Linked DNA regions of Mus musculus: region 1 is linked to region 2. A link is a contact called in public HiChIP or PLAC-seq data. All regions are on one chromosome and are shown on one strand. Each heading gives the region's core, a stretch centred on a gene start, on an enhancer-like site or on the middle of the called end of the contact. The rest is flanking DNA. Distances are from core to core; before and after follow the strand shown. Region 1 has its middle 9.0 kb from the start of Gm39228. Region 2 has its middle 15 kb from the start of Gm30132.

Region 1 (6,110 bases), core at 2,953-5,452, 750 kb before region 2:
TGAGGTCATAGCCGGGCAGTGGCGGCACACTCCTTTAATCCCAGCACTTGGGAGGCAGAGGCAGGTGGATTTCTGAGTTTGAGGCCAGTCTGGTCTACAGAGTGAGTTCCAGGACAGCCTGGGCAATACAGAGAAACCCTCTCTTGAAAAAATTAAAAAGAAAGAAAGAAAGAAAGAAAGAAAGAAAGAAAGAAAGAAAGAAAGAAGGAAGGAAGGAAGGAAGGAAGGAAGGAAGGAAGAAAGAGAAAAGAAACTGAGGTCAGAAGACTCTTGTTTTGATTTCTTGGAGTATTTTTTTTTTAAACAAGCACTGAGAAATCACCTCACACAACTTCATGCCTGTTGTGTCAGAGAGGGAGGAAGAGGCGGGGGTGGGGGTACAGAAAAAAAATGATTCATCTACAATGATTAATATAGGAACGGAACCCAGGAACCAACTGGAAGACTTCCCAGTGGCTGAAGCTGCAACGGTCTGAACAAGAAGATGAGGCAATATTGGATTAGAATCTAGATCACAAAACATGTGATCTAATTCACAAAACATTATAATCTAAATCATAAAACAGCGGCCTGGGCTACACAGATGCTTGTGTATCTTGGATCCAGTCCTAGAACAGGAAGGACTTCAGGTGAAAACTGGGGAAATCTTTATAAAGCACAGACTAGTTCACTATAAACAAGCTGGCAACTCAGCTCAGTTGGCAGAGCGCACGTCTCAGGCAAGATGACTTGGGTTGGCTCCCCGGCATCTCATAAAACCAGACCTGATCACAGATGTCTGTAGTCCCAGAATATGGAAGCAGGCAGGGTAGAAGTTCAAGGTTATCCATAGTTACATATTGGGTTTGAGGCCAGCTTGGGTTATGTGAGAACCTGATTTAAAGCTCATGTAGGAATCAACGGGGCTGTGGAGATTACAGCACTTGCTGCTCTCCCAGCGCACCTGGGTTAGATTCCCAGCACCCACACAGTAACCTACAACTGTAACTTGGATGCCCTCTTCTGGCCTCCTCTGGCACCAGGCACACATGTGGTGTACAGATACACATGCAGACAAAACATCCATACATTAAAAAAATAATAATAATATAAAAATAAAAAACCCATTGAAGAAACAACCAGTGCATCGAAGATACAGATAAACAGGTATAGCTTAGAAAAGGAGACCAGCGTGGCAAGAGGCCTAAGACCTGACAGGTGTGTACCCCAGATACTTGTTCTGAATTATGTGTTTAATAGCACCTCTCAAATCATAAGCTCGGGACTGCAGGAGGGAAAGGCCTGTCTTACTTATCGTCATTAATCGGTCCTCATCACGGTCCACCACAGGACAGAGCAAGAAGCAGGAATGAACACACCACTGCTTCGCTCCGTGGCTCCCCCTTAGCCTTCCGTGGCTCCCCCTTAACCTTCCGTGGCTCCCCACGACCCAGGAAGTGAGCAGGTAAGACTCTGTCTCCAGGCATTTTCTCGTTCTGCTTCCTCCACTGGGTCAGGCAGGGCAGGCTCTGGGATGGGTGTGTATGGTAAGGGGACACAAAGATGCCAGTAGTCCTGGGCTACCCTCTTGGCTTCTTACCGCCTAGGGAGCTCTCTATGGGGATTCAGGGTTGATTTTTCCATCGCACACCAGGCCCACATGACCCGTATGTCTCTGGGGAGCCACTTAATATTGACACAGACTTGAATTTTACCCTGGGGAGAGTTTTCTCAGGCCGGAGAGTGGGGACCAGGACAGGAGAAACAGCTTCTGTGAGCGTGTTTCACAGTAGACAAGGAGTGACGGCGATAGAGTCTTCTGATACTCGAATCAGTGGGCAGTTCTTCAATGCTATGGGGGAAGGCCCCCCCTTCCACAAGTTTCCTCCCCAACAAAGGGATGTCAGCCCAGACTCTGGGTGTGGTCAATAGAATGAAGCCAACACTTCTTTGCTGGGAGAAGAAAAGGTGGGGCCCAGGGGACCACTCTTGGAGTGCAGGACCAAGGAATTAGCCTAGAGTTGGGCTGTAGGATCTGCACTGTGGTCTTGGGGCCCATAGTTGGGTCAAGTATCTTCGATGAATGTCCTTTGAGACTGCTTTCACAGTGAACATCTGAGGGACTGTGTCTGGCTGGAGAAATTGGTGTACAAGAGACCAAGGAATTCCTTACATCCAAAAGCCACAGAGACAAAACCTGGTTAATTAAAACCAGCAAAGAGGTGGAGAGAGAGGACGGGTCTAGACTATACTCCCCTGGCTCCATCTTGTCATGTCCAGTGGCAGCCAGCCAGTCACAGCTGAAGTTGACATAGCTTCTCAGGTTGCTGCTCTCTGGACTCAGGCCTGCTTGGCCACTGCTCCTCAGGGCTGCAGACCTGAGAGCCTGCACTTACCCTCTTGAGCCTTTTTACTCTCTTGTAAACAATCTCTTTATTAAGCTCTGCCCAATTACTCATTGATTTCCTGCCAAGACTCTAGCAAGTATAGAAAGCAGCTCCCAGGGGAAATCAGGGGTAGGCAAGGCCCCAGGTCCCATTAGAGAACCTGCTGGTGGCCAGGTCCACCTTCTCCCCATTCAAGACAGCTGGACTTCCTCCGACTGAGGGAGTGGGCCGGTCATGGAGAGGTTACCTTGTTCCCTGTAGCAGTGGCCGATGGCAAGACCAAAGGGGTGATGTCAGCTGTGTCAACTCTGTACCCCAGCCAGGCTGTGCATGAGACACAGCCTGTCACCTGGCCACACGCAACTGCTATACTCTCACTCTCTGGAACTCCTGCTCTCTCTCTTAGACAAGGTCTCATTGTGTAGTCTCAGCTGGCCTGGTCCTTACTATCTCTATGTAGTGCAGGCTAGCCTAGAACTCAGAGATCTGTCTGCCTCTGTCTACTGAGTGCTGGGATCAAAGGCATGTGCTACTGTGCCTGGCCCTTTTTTTTCCCCCCTTGAGTGTCTCATTCTGTAGCCTAGGCTAGGCTAGCCTGGAACTCACCATGTAGTCTAGGCTAGATTGAACGTGTTGCAATCCTCCTGCCTAAGCCTCTTAAATGCTGGTGAGGGTCTAGAAGTCAGATAGAGCCCTGAGAGGCAGACAATAAAAAGAGAAGCCACCACTAGGTGACAAAAATGGCGAACCCAGGCTTCTTCTTTACCCTTCTGACCAAGGCCTAACATCTTTTTTTTTTCTTTTTTCTTTATTTATGTAAGTACACTGTAACTTTTTTCAGACACACCTGAAGAGGGCATCAGATCTCATTACAGGTGGTTGTGAGCCACCATGTGGTTGCTGGGATTTGAACTCAGGACCTCTGGGAGAGCAGTCAGTGCTCTATTAACCGCTGAGCCAACTCTCCAGCCCGGTTTATCATTTTCTAAGTCTAGTTTTCCGCTATTCCTGTCAACCTCATGGATCCCGAAGTCCTTTTTTAATGAATTTGCCTTGCCTAATTTACCTAGACCTCACCCCTGCAGCTTGTGCCCAGAGAATCCCAGATGGTATAGGGCTTGCTTTCAGAATTCACACAGTACGGTGGGTGCCCTCTCAGAAGATGTCCAGCCACCCCGCATCCCTTGAAAAATGAGATATACAGCATTTCCCATGGAAACGCAAGTCCCAGGCTTGGCCCACCAGTTCTTGTGGCTGCCATTTAGAATAGGTTCTTTACAGTCACACATGTCACTCTAGTTACACACACGCCCTGGGGGCCCTTTTGTTAGATGCTCCACGTGCATTTTGAATTTACACTCTTCAGAAGAGAGAATCTAACTGGTTTCTCTCTTTTGAACTACTATGGATTATATAGGGTTGGATAGGGTATCATGCCAAGCCCTCAGACTTAACTTCCTGCTTCCTCCGCTCATCCACCGACAGTTTCCCTGCTGTGGGCAAGACGTGGTCACGTGAAGGAGTGAGTGAGGGCCTTAAAGATGGCTCAGTGGGTGAAGGTACCTTTTAGCCAAACTGGGCGATCTGAATTTGATCCCTAGGACATGGTGGGCGAGAACTACCTCCTAAAAATGATCTCTGCCGTGCATACACTTGTCATGCCACATGCACATGAATGTGCGCACACACTCCCCCTAAGTGTAATAAACAGCGTGATTGGTGCGGTTCTGAGTTCCGCTTCCTCCCTCGGGGTGTCTAAGCACCACTGCACACTCCGGGGGTCAGGATGGGGGCATGAAGCGGACGGAACCCGGAAGGGTTGCGTCAGCAGGATCTCGGTCCAGCTGTGAGTTGGGGGCGGGGCTTCTCCGAGGATTTCAGAGTTAGAGCTCTTTTACATGGTGTTCAGTGACTCAGCTTTCTTAGCAGATGACCTGCAGCGAAACTGCTTGCTCCTTTAAATTAGAGGTGAACAAAGGTCATATGAACTGTGAGGAGTGGTTTTCAGGGTGAGAGTAAATTATTGGCTGTGGCGGGGGTGGGGGGTAGGGGGTGGGAATCGGAATGCTTCATTTACATGGAGAGGAATTCCAGGTGCTTTGGAGGCAGGTTCTTAATGGGAGAGATGGAAGTTGAACCTTGGCCACGGACTACATGACTTTCCAGGGGTAGAGGATATGTGCAGGGTCTTGCTCTCCAGATAAGGTCAGGCAAAGAAGGGAAAGCCCCACAGAGAAAGGTAGTCCTCCACTTTGTGCCAAGCTCAGAACCTATCTGGACATGGTGGACTGCCGACCTTAATTGTAGGGTCTTCCAACAAGTAGAGATGTCTTCTGACCTCGTGGCTTCTCCCAAGAGGCCCACACATCTGTCTTAGCTTATTCCATACCAACTACCCTAAAGTCGGGGGGGGGGGGGGACAGGAATGGAGCCATTTAAAGATGGAGATGTTCAAACTGTAGTGGTCCAGCTCAGAAGCAACGCTCTGACGTGGTAACTGATCCCCAAATAACACGATGTAGGTGCAGCTTGCCAGGACTGTAGCCATCTTGATTATCCCTGTGACTATCCTGGAGTAACCCTAGTTAGTGGTCACTGCACAATTTCTTAGCAAACCATGAGTTGATAAGGTGGAGTCATTTATGAGACTTTGCAGTCAGACTGGCAGGATGCACCCGGCTCTTCATGATCATCTTAAGATAAGCCAGCTACCTTCCAGTAGTGTCAAGTCACTTTTGTTCAAGCCTTTAAACTCCCAACTGAGTCAAAATGTGGGATGCCAAATTGGACATTCTGGTGCCTGGGTCCACACTTCTGTCCGTAAATTCCCCCAGTAATTGTCACTCGTTAATTCTAGATGTGTCTGCATCTCTTTGACCTCACAGCCCCTTGTCCTCATCTTTTAGGACTGGGTTGTTCTGGAGGAAACAGAGCCTTGAAGACTTCTATCAGGGGGTCTGTTATATTTATATTTCCTCTCCTCTTGGAAGCTGAGTGGGGTTGGACCTGATTAGTATGTGACTGGCAGACAGTATCCGATACATGCTCATTTAACTTAGAGCACACTTATAGATTGCCTGCTGACTGCCACACACCATGGCTGGATGAGAGGGAGAGAGTCCTGAGTCCCTGATATGTGCCAGGGACTGTTCTAGACACATTCAGGTTCATGGCAGCCCCGTGTGCTCCCCATGATGAGACATGGGACTTGGCCACATGTCATCCTAAGACATGTCCCCAAGACAGGCTACTTGACATCCTAAGTGGGGGAGTGGGTCTAGCTAGCTAGGCAGCCTGGCTCCACAGCCCATGTTCTCAACAACTTGCCAGGTTTTTTCACAATGGTGTACCGAACCTTCTGAAACTAAGCAAGCCGTTCTAAAAATACCCACGCCAAAAGCATTCAATTTACCGTAATCTTATCTCACAGAGGTCTACAATCACCCTGTTCTGCACAGGGTAGAGGGTAATTGAGGATGACCTTTCACACAGGACTTGAAAAAGAAAAGGCTGCACGTTAAATGACTGGTTGTCAGGCCCTGGGAAGACATTGTGTTCCTATCCCCTTAGAGGCTTGGCAGCTGTACTTCTCCAAAACAGAGTTACCAAGGAGCAATGGCTGGGTACGTTTGAAACCCTGGCACCGCCGCTTGCTTCTAGACCAAGACAGAAAACAACACGCCCTTGGCCATGGTCCACAAGGCTTTACCCCAGATTCTTTTGCAGGGAAACGGTGGTTGGGAA
Region 2 (5,926 bases), core at 1,712-4,211:
AAAGAGCAGAAAACCTCCATTTAGAGCTCAACATGGCAGGTTATTTTTAGAAAGAAGAAACATTGAAAAGCAAGTGGCCACTAAGTGCCTAAGCTTGATTTCAAGTAACATAGAGAAAGAGGCAGGAAAAGGAGGGATGGATACTTTGTTTCAAAAAGCTGGCAGGGTATTTGCTGAGTCTCTTGTTGGGACATTCTCTTATGGTTTTTAGCGGCAGTTTTTTTTTTCTTCCTTTATCTCATTTTGGGCTATTTGGCTTATGAAAGACTAGTGGGACAACTAAAAAAAAATATGAATGGAATTAGAGAAGTTTGAGAAATAATACTACTAATAGTAATGCAAGAAAAAAATCAAGAAATGGGAAAACAAATAGGTTCATTCCCAGTGGCTGAACCACAAAGAGGGAGATTTCCCCAGGTAGAAGGAGGGGACATATCTGTGTCTAAGGGCAGCCAAGTCAAAGAAGTGAAGAGGTAGGGGGACAAGATAGCCGTTTTACAGGAATCAGGGTTAAACCCACAGCACCTTTTAAGGACAGGCAATCCTGGGTCACAAAACCACCAAAAGCATTCTCAGTAGTTTTACAGCCTATGCCTGCTAATGGTGATGATCTATGAAGTTATGACAAAATAGGATGGCATCCCATAGAAATGATGACCCTAAGATGTTTTAAAGAGGCAATGACATCTTTTAAGGTGCATTTACCTTATGTGCCACACCCACTCCAGTGAAGTCTACGTGGCAGGCCCAAAAGCTTGAACACAGTCCTGAGGTAAAAAGTTTCATGGAAACTTAGTCTCCTGGAGCCTTGGCATCCCATAGCATGAATGCTCCAAACTTGTCCCTATGTCAGTTGGTGAATGGGTCTGTGTGCTCTCCTTCAATATTGTTTGATTATAAGTGCCGCCAAGGAATGATTTGGCATATAGCTAAGTTAGATTAGCCTCCACAAGTGTTCCAAGATCCTAGGAAATTGTTGAGCCAACTTTGGGCTTTGAATTTTGTAAGAATGCTACTCATTCAGGCGAAAAGCCTCCAGTGTTGACAGAGAGATAGTGAGAGAAATCAGGCATTACAATTTACTGGAAAAGAGCTAGAAATCTCAGGGCTAGTTCTACAAAGTAAACTTAGAATAACAGCCGAGTCACTCCCATGTGCAGGATTTTACAATGGCCTAGGAAGAAGGTGGGTTGTGGTCTAAGAAGGAACTAGAGTAAATACTTAGAATAACAGCTGAGTCATTCCCACACTCAAGAATTAACAATGGCCTAGGGTGACAGTGGATTAACTGAGGCAAGGGCATGAATCCCTTGCCCCTGGCTTCTAAGAGTAAGCTGACCTTAGGTGGGGCTGCTTTTTATCCGAGTTTAAAACACTGATTTTAACTTTTATGTATGCATTTCTCTGTTTTGTGTAAAGAGTCATTTTGCATCTAGTAACCTCAATGTACCTTGGATGACCTTAAAGTATCACTTAACTTCCTTGTTTTCTTCTGTATATAAGTCTGATGCTTACTTGAGAACTTACACTCAGATCCAACACTTTCTCTGTTGTTTGTGTCTGTTTGTTACCCTGCCGACTCCTTGCCCACCTGAGTGCCAGAACCCTGATTCTCCTGTGGGTTGAAGGACCAACTGAGTCCAGTCCATGGCACTTATGTAGAAAAAACAGACTTTGAAAAAAAGGGCTAGTAAAAATAGAACTATCTCCCAAGACTGGAAGGGATTGGTAACAGCTGTACTAGAGGATGCCCCTCAATTGCAATGATTGTCATGGTGGAGAGAAGCCAGGAGTTTGGAACAGTACAATAGTGTGAGGGGGATTAAAATCAGGGATCAGTTGATAGGTGAAGGCTGTTATGCTTATGTAAAAGAACAGGTTCAATTTGAAGACACAATCATAGAACAATGTAATTTAGCAGCTTTCTTTGAACACACCAGAAGAGGGTTTCAGATCTCATTACAGACGGTTGTGAGCCACCATGTGGTTGCTGGGATTTGAATTCAGGACCTTCAGAAGAGCAATCAGAGCTCTTAACCACTGAACCATCTCTCTAGCCCTCATTTAGTAGCTTTAAGAGCTTTGGACAAAGTTGAGTCAGGAAAAAATATTTACTGCATTTACAAAAATTGTTTACAAGGCTTAGGGGAAGCCTTTACTGATTTCTCTTCTCTTTTCTCTCCTCTCCTCTCCTCTCCTCCCCTCCCCTCCCCTTCTGTCCCTTCTCTTTCCTTTCCTTTCCTTTTCCCCTTCCTTCCTTCCTTCCTTTCTTTCTTTCTTTCTTTCTTTCTTTCTTTCTTTCTTTCTTTCTTTCTTTTCCTTCTTTCTCTTTAACAAAGATTGATCTCAGCAGTGAACAAAACCATATCTGACCTTGTAGCAAGAGAGGTATTAATAGAGACCCTAGCATTCAAAAATGCAAATTCAGAATGTAAAAGGTTATTAGGCTACCAAAGGTGCAGGCATCATCTGTGGATGATGGATAAAGAACACAACCAATATTGGTTCTTGCTATGTCCACTCCACTGCAGTCTGGTTGGTAGTCCTAAAAGCCTGAAAAGCAGTCCCGAGGCAAAGAATTTTAAGGAAACAGCGTCCTGGAACCTTGGCATTTCAATAGCCCATACACTCAAACCCTGTCCCCGAATTAATTTGGTATATGGATCCATGTGCTTTTTTTCAGTATTGTTTTATTATAAGTGCTTTTAAGGATTGATTTTTGACATATAGCTAAGCCTCCACCAGTGTTCCAATGGTTCCTAGAAAGTCCTTGAAGCCGACCAAGAGCTTGGAATTCAGTAAGAATGTTACCTATTGAGTAACATTCAAATTCACTTCTAGTAGAGACTGTGAAGCTAATTAGGCATTACAATTTACTCAAAACAGAGTTAGAAAAGCTCAGGGCTAGTCTGCATAGTTAATTACTTAGGACAATAGCTAAGTCACACCCGAACACAGGACTACACAATGGCCTAGGGAATAGGTGGGGTTGGTGCAGGTTTCTTCACTAGGCCCAGAGGAATAGCATAATCAAGTATTTACTGAGAACCCCTAGTGGTGGGTTTAACAATAGACTAGCATTGCATCAGAGCATTCACCTGGCTCCATTCTCAGCCTGGTTCCCGCCATCTTTTTATGTATGCATTCCTTTTTGTTTTGTGTCAATGTAACTTGGCAGATGTGTTTGCTTGGCTTTTCTTGTTTTTCTTCTGTGTTAAAAGTCTGGTGTTCATTTGGACAAAATGCATTCAGATCCAGCACACTCTCTCGTGTCTGTGTCTGTCTGTCAATTCTCGCCGACTCCATGTCTACCTGCCAGAACCCCTGATTCCCACGGATTGAGGGGGGCCGACTGAGCCCAGTCCCTGGCAGGTTCTAACATATACCATGCTGAGAGGTCATGCTATAGCCAGTATCAAAAGGCCCATTGTTAATTTTGGGAAATATGGACATTTGAAACAAAACTGTGAACAAGGCATCTCTAAGGGCAATGGTTTTTCTAAATATAAACCAGGAAGATGACCTAGGCTTTCAGGGATATGCAGATGATGTGGTAAAAGTTGTCACCGGCTGAATGAGTGTATGCCCAAGAGAGTTATCACAGGCAATTTCTAACAATTGTGAAGCAAAATTGGGGCCTTGGCTTGAGGCCCTGCAGCAAAAAGTACATGCTGTTTCCCTCTTGTCAGCTAGGAAATAACAAGCAGGCAGCAAAGCTGCAAGTAAGTATTACAGCTCTAATGCATGCTAATGCAGGCAGTGCCGTTCTAGACTGGGCCATAGATACACATCTTATACTGTCCTCCAAATTCTAAAGTTATAAAATAACTACTCGAGTTTATGGTCTTTTAACAGGGACAGTAGGAATGATCTTGGGAAGGAACAGTTTGACTTCCCAAGGATTCATTATGCATCCAGGAATTATAGATGAAGATTGCAAAGGAGGGATTAAAACAGTAGCTTATGTAAAAAGAGATGCAGTTTAACAAAGGAGACAGGGTTGCTCAGCTGTTGTCGTTTCCCTATATCAAAGGCAAAGCTGCTCCAGTAGAAAGACCAGGAGGGTTTGGAAATACTGGAAAATGTGTGTTCTGGAAAACAATTGTTGATGATCAGAGGTCAAAAGTAAAGTTGCAAGTGAACAGCATTAAAATAGGTCTGGTGGATACAGGAGCAGATGAACCTAGTATCACAAAAAGCTTGGAATTCAGAATGGCTACTTCAAATGGTTGATACACAATTTCTAGAGACTGGAAAGTTATCTCAGATGAAAGAAAGTGTGTGGTGACTTAAGTGAGTGGGACCAGAAGGTCAAGTAGGAAAGTTAGGGCCTTATGTGGCTGACACAGCCATTAACTTATGGGGATGATTACAGCAGTGGAGAACTCAAATATTTCAATAGCAAGGACAATCCCTAAAGTAAGGGGTGAGATAGAAGATGCTTCTGGGGAAGGTATTGAAAAATGTCATCTATGCAGATTGTCCCAAAACAGGACAGACTATTCTGAATACCGCACCTTGCATGCTCAAGTGAGAGCTGCAAGCCAAAGGTTAGCTGGGAGTGGAGACAAAGAGACTTCAACAAATAAGTCCAGAACCCAAGATGCTAGAACATATGAAAGTCCAAGAGTATAAAGGTTCAAGAAGCAGTATCCAAGTCACAGGAAAGAGAAACATCACTGTTAGGTTTTGATCACAGTTGTGCGTAGGCTAGATCACATCAGACACCAGAGAACTCTGGAGAAGATACTGGAAAGAATGGGGAAGCCACTTCAAACCTGCATAATTAGTAGCTAAAACAAATGGCTATGTGGTAGGATTTACTTTGTGTGCCTTTCCCTTTAAAGAACCCTATGTCCTTTGCCAATTGCCTTGTGGAATTCTGGCAACAGGAGAGGATCTAAAAAAACCAGCAGAGGCTGAGAGCTAGGAGTAGGATTCAAGAGGTTCCAGGAGACAGAGGAATAGGGTCTGAGAACGGAGAAGAGAAGGCAGTTGGTGACAGTTGAGGCAGGAAAGGCTGAACGGAACCAGAGAAGATATTGATAGATAGGAGAAGAGCCCATGAGTTACCCACGAAGAAATTGGTGAAAAGAGAAAAAAAAATAACACAAACCTACACATCCTCAATGGTCATCTAGTCACTGGGTTTCCTTGAAAACAAAAATATGTTAAATGCTATAGTTACTTTGATTCAGCAAAACAAGTATAAAAATGGAGCTATGCCGGCTCTATTGGGTCATTTTCTGCAGGAGAAACGTGGATACTGTTGCAACCATTTCAAGGAACTCCAGCTTTGTGACTGGAAGCTTCTCCAGAGTCTCCTCAACAGAGGGGATCAAGTTTTTGGATGTGGAACCATTAGAATCTTACCTTTTAAGACGAGGTGTTCATGTGCTTCTTGGAATAGCCCCACAGGAGTGACACTCATCTCAACCCCAGGGAGATGGGATTGGATGACTGCACTACAGTACATCTCAGCCACAGAGTAGATATGTGTTGAAAGGATTTATTCTAATGGTTCATGTGGTCATAGTGTACATCTATGAGAGAAAGGCAACGGCTATGTAAGGAGTGCTTGTCCCAAAATGAAACGTGGCTTAGCTTTTCTATTGATGGCTTTGATACATGATGTATGTACACAGAAGTTGAAAATAAAAAAGCACCCGTTACTCGTGACTGTCTGCCTTCCCCAGGTATTGTAACAACTTATCTTTTGCATACGCTGTAGTGTTTACTTTTGTCTTTTAATGGCGGGATGCATACAGAAGTAAGTTGTATTAATTTTTTTCCTCCTCTGTTGCTGTGATAAAATGCTGACCTTTCAAAAGCATCTGATAAATGAGAGCTTCTATGTGGGTTACTTGTGACAGTCTCATTCAGTGAAACCAAGGCAGGACCTGGAGGTAGGAGCCAAAGTAAAAAT

Evidence for each region. HiChIP or PLAC-seq counts read pairs in DNA pulled down with a chosen protein or histone mark.
Region 1: an H3K27ac HiChIP or PLAC-seq map of embryonic stem cells shows a contact between it and region 2, with 5 times the contacts expected there. The contact joins two enhancer-like sites. A contact is called at or near these places in 19 of 484 Hi-C or Micro-C datasets (the C2C12 cell line, the G1E-ER4 cell line, the N1E-115 cell line and 6 more), 4 of 115 datasets of contacts at active chromatin or transcription factors (all in embryonic stem cells) and 1 of 9 other capture datasets (embryonic stem cells).

The regions. Positions count from the first base shown.
Region 1 is chr8:94,189,378-94,195,487 of GRCm38.p6, reverse strand. No RefSeq gene overlaps it. Among named protein-coding and RNA genes, the nearest start is that of Gm39228, 9.0 kb to the right of the region's middle. Within about 2 kb of position 4,202, at least 150 of the 459 cell types and tissues checked have an H3K27ac peak or open chromatin away from gene starts, as enhancers often do. A contact at or near this core is called in embryonic stem cells, where this site is marked.
Region 2 is chr8:93,439,181-93,445,106 of GRCm38.p6, reverse strand. No RefSeq gene overlaps it. Among named protein-coding and RNA genes, the nearest start is that of Gm30132, 15 kb to the right of the region's middle. Within about 2 kb of position 2,961, at least 4 of the 459 cell types and tissues checked have an H3K27ac peak or open chromatin away from gene starts, as enhancers often do. A contact at or near this core is called in embryonic stem cells, where this site is marked.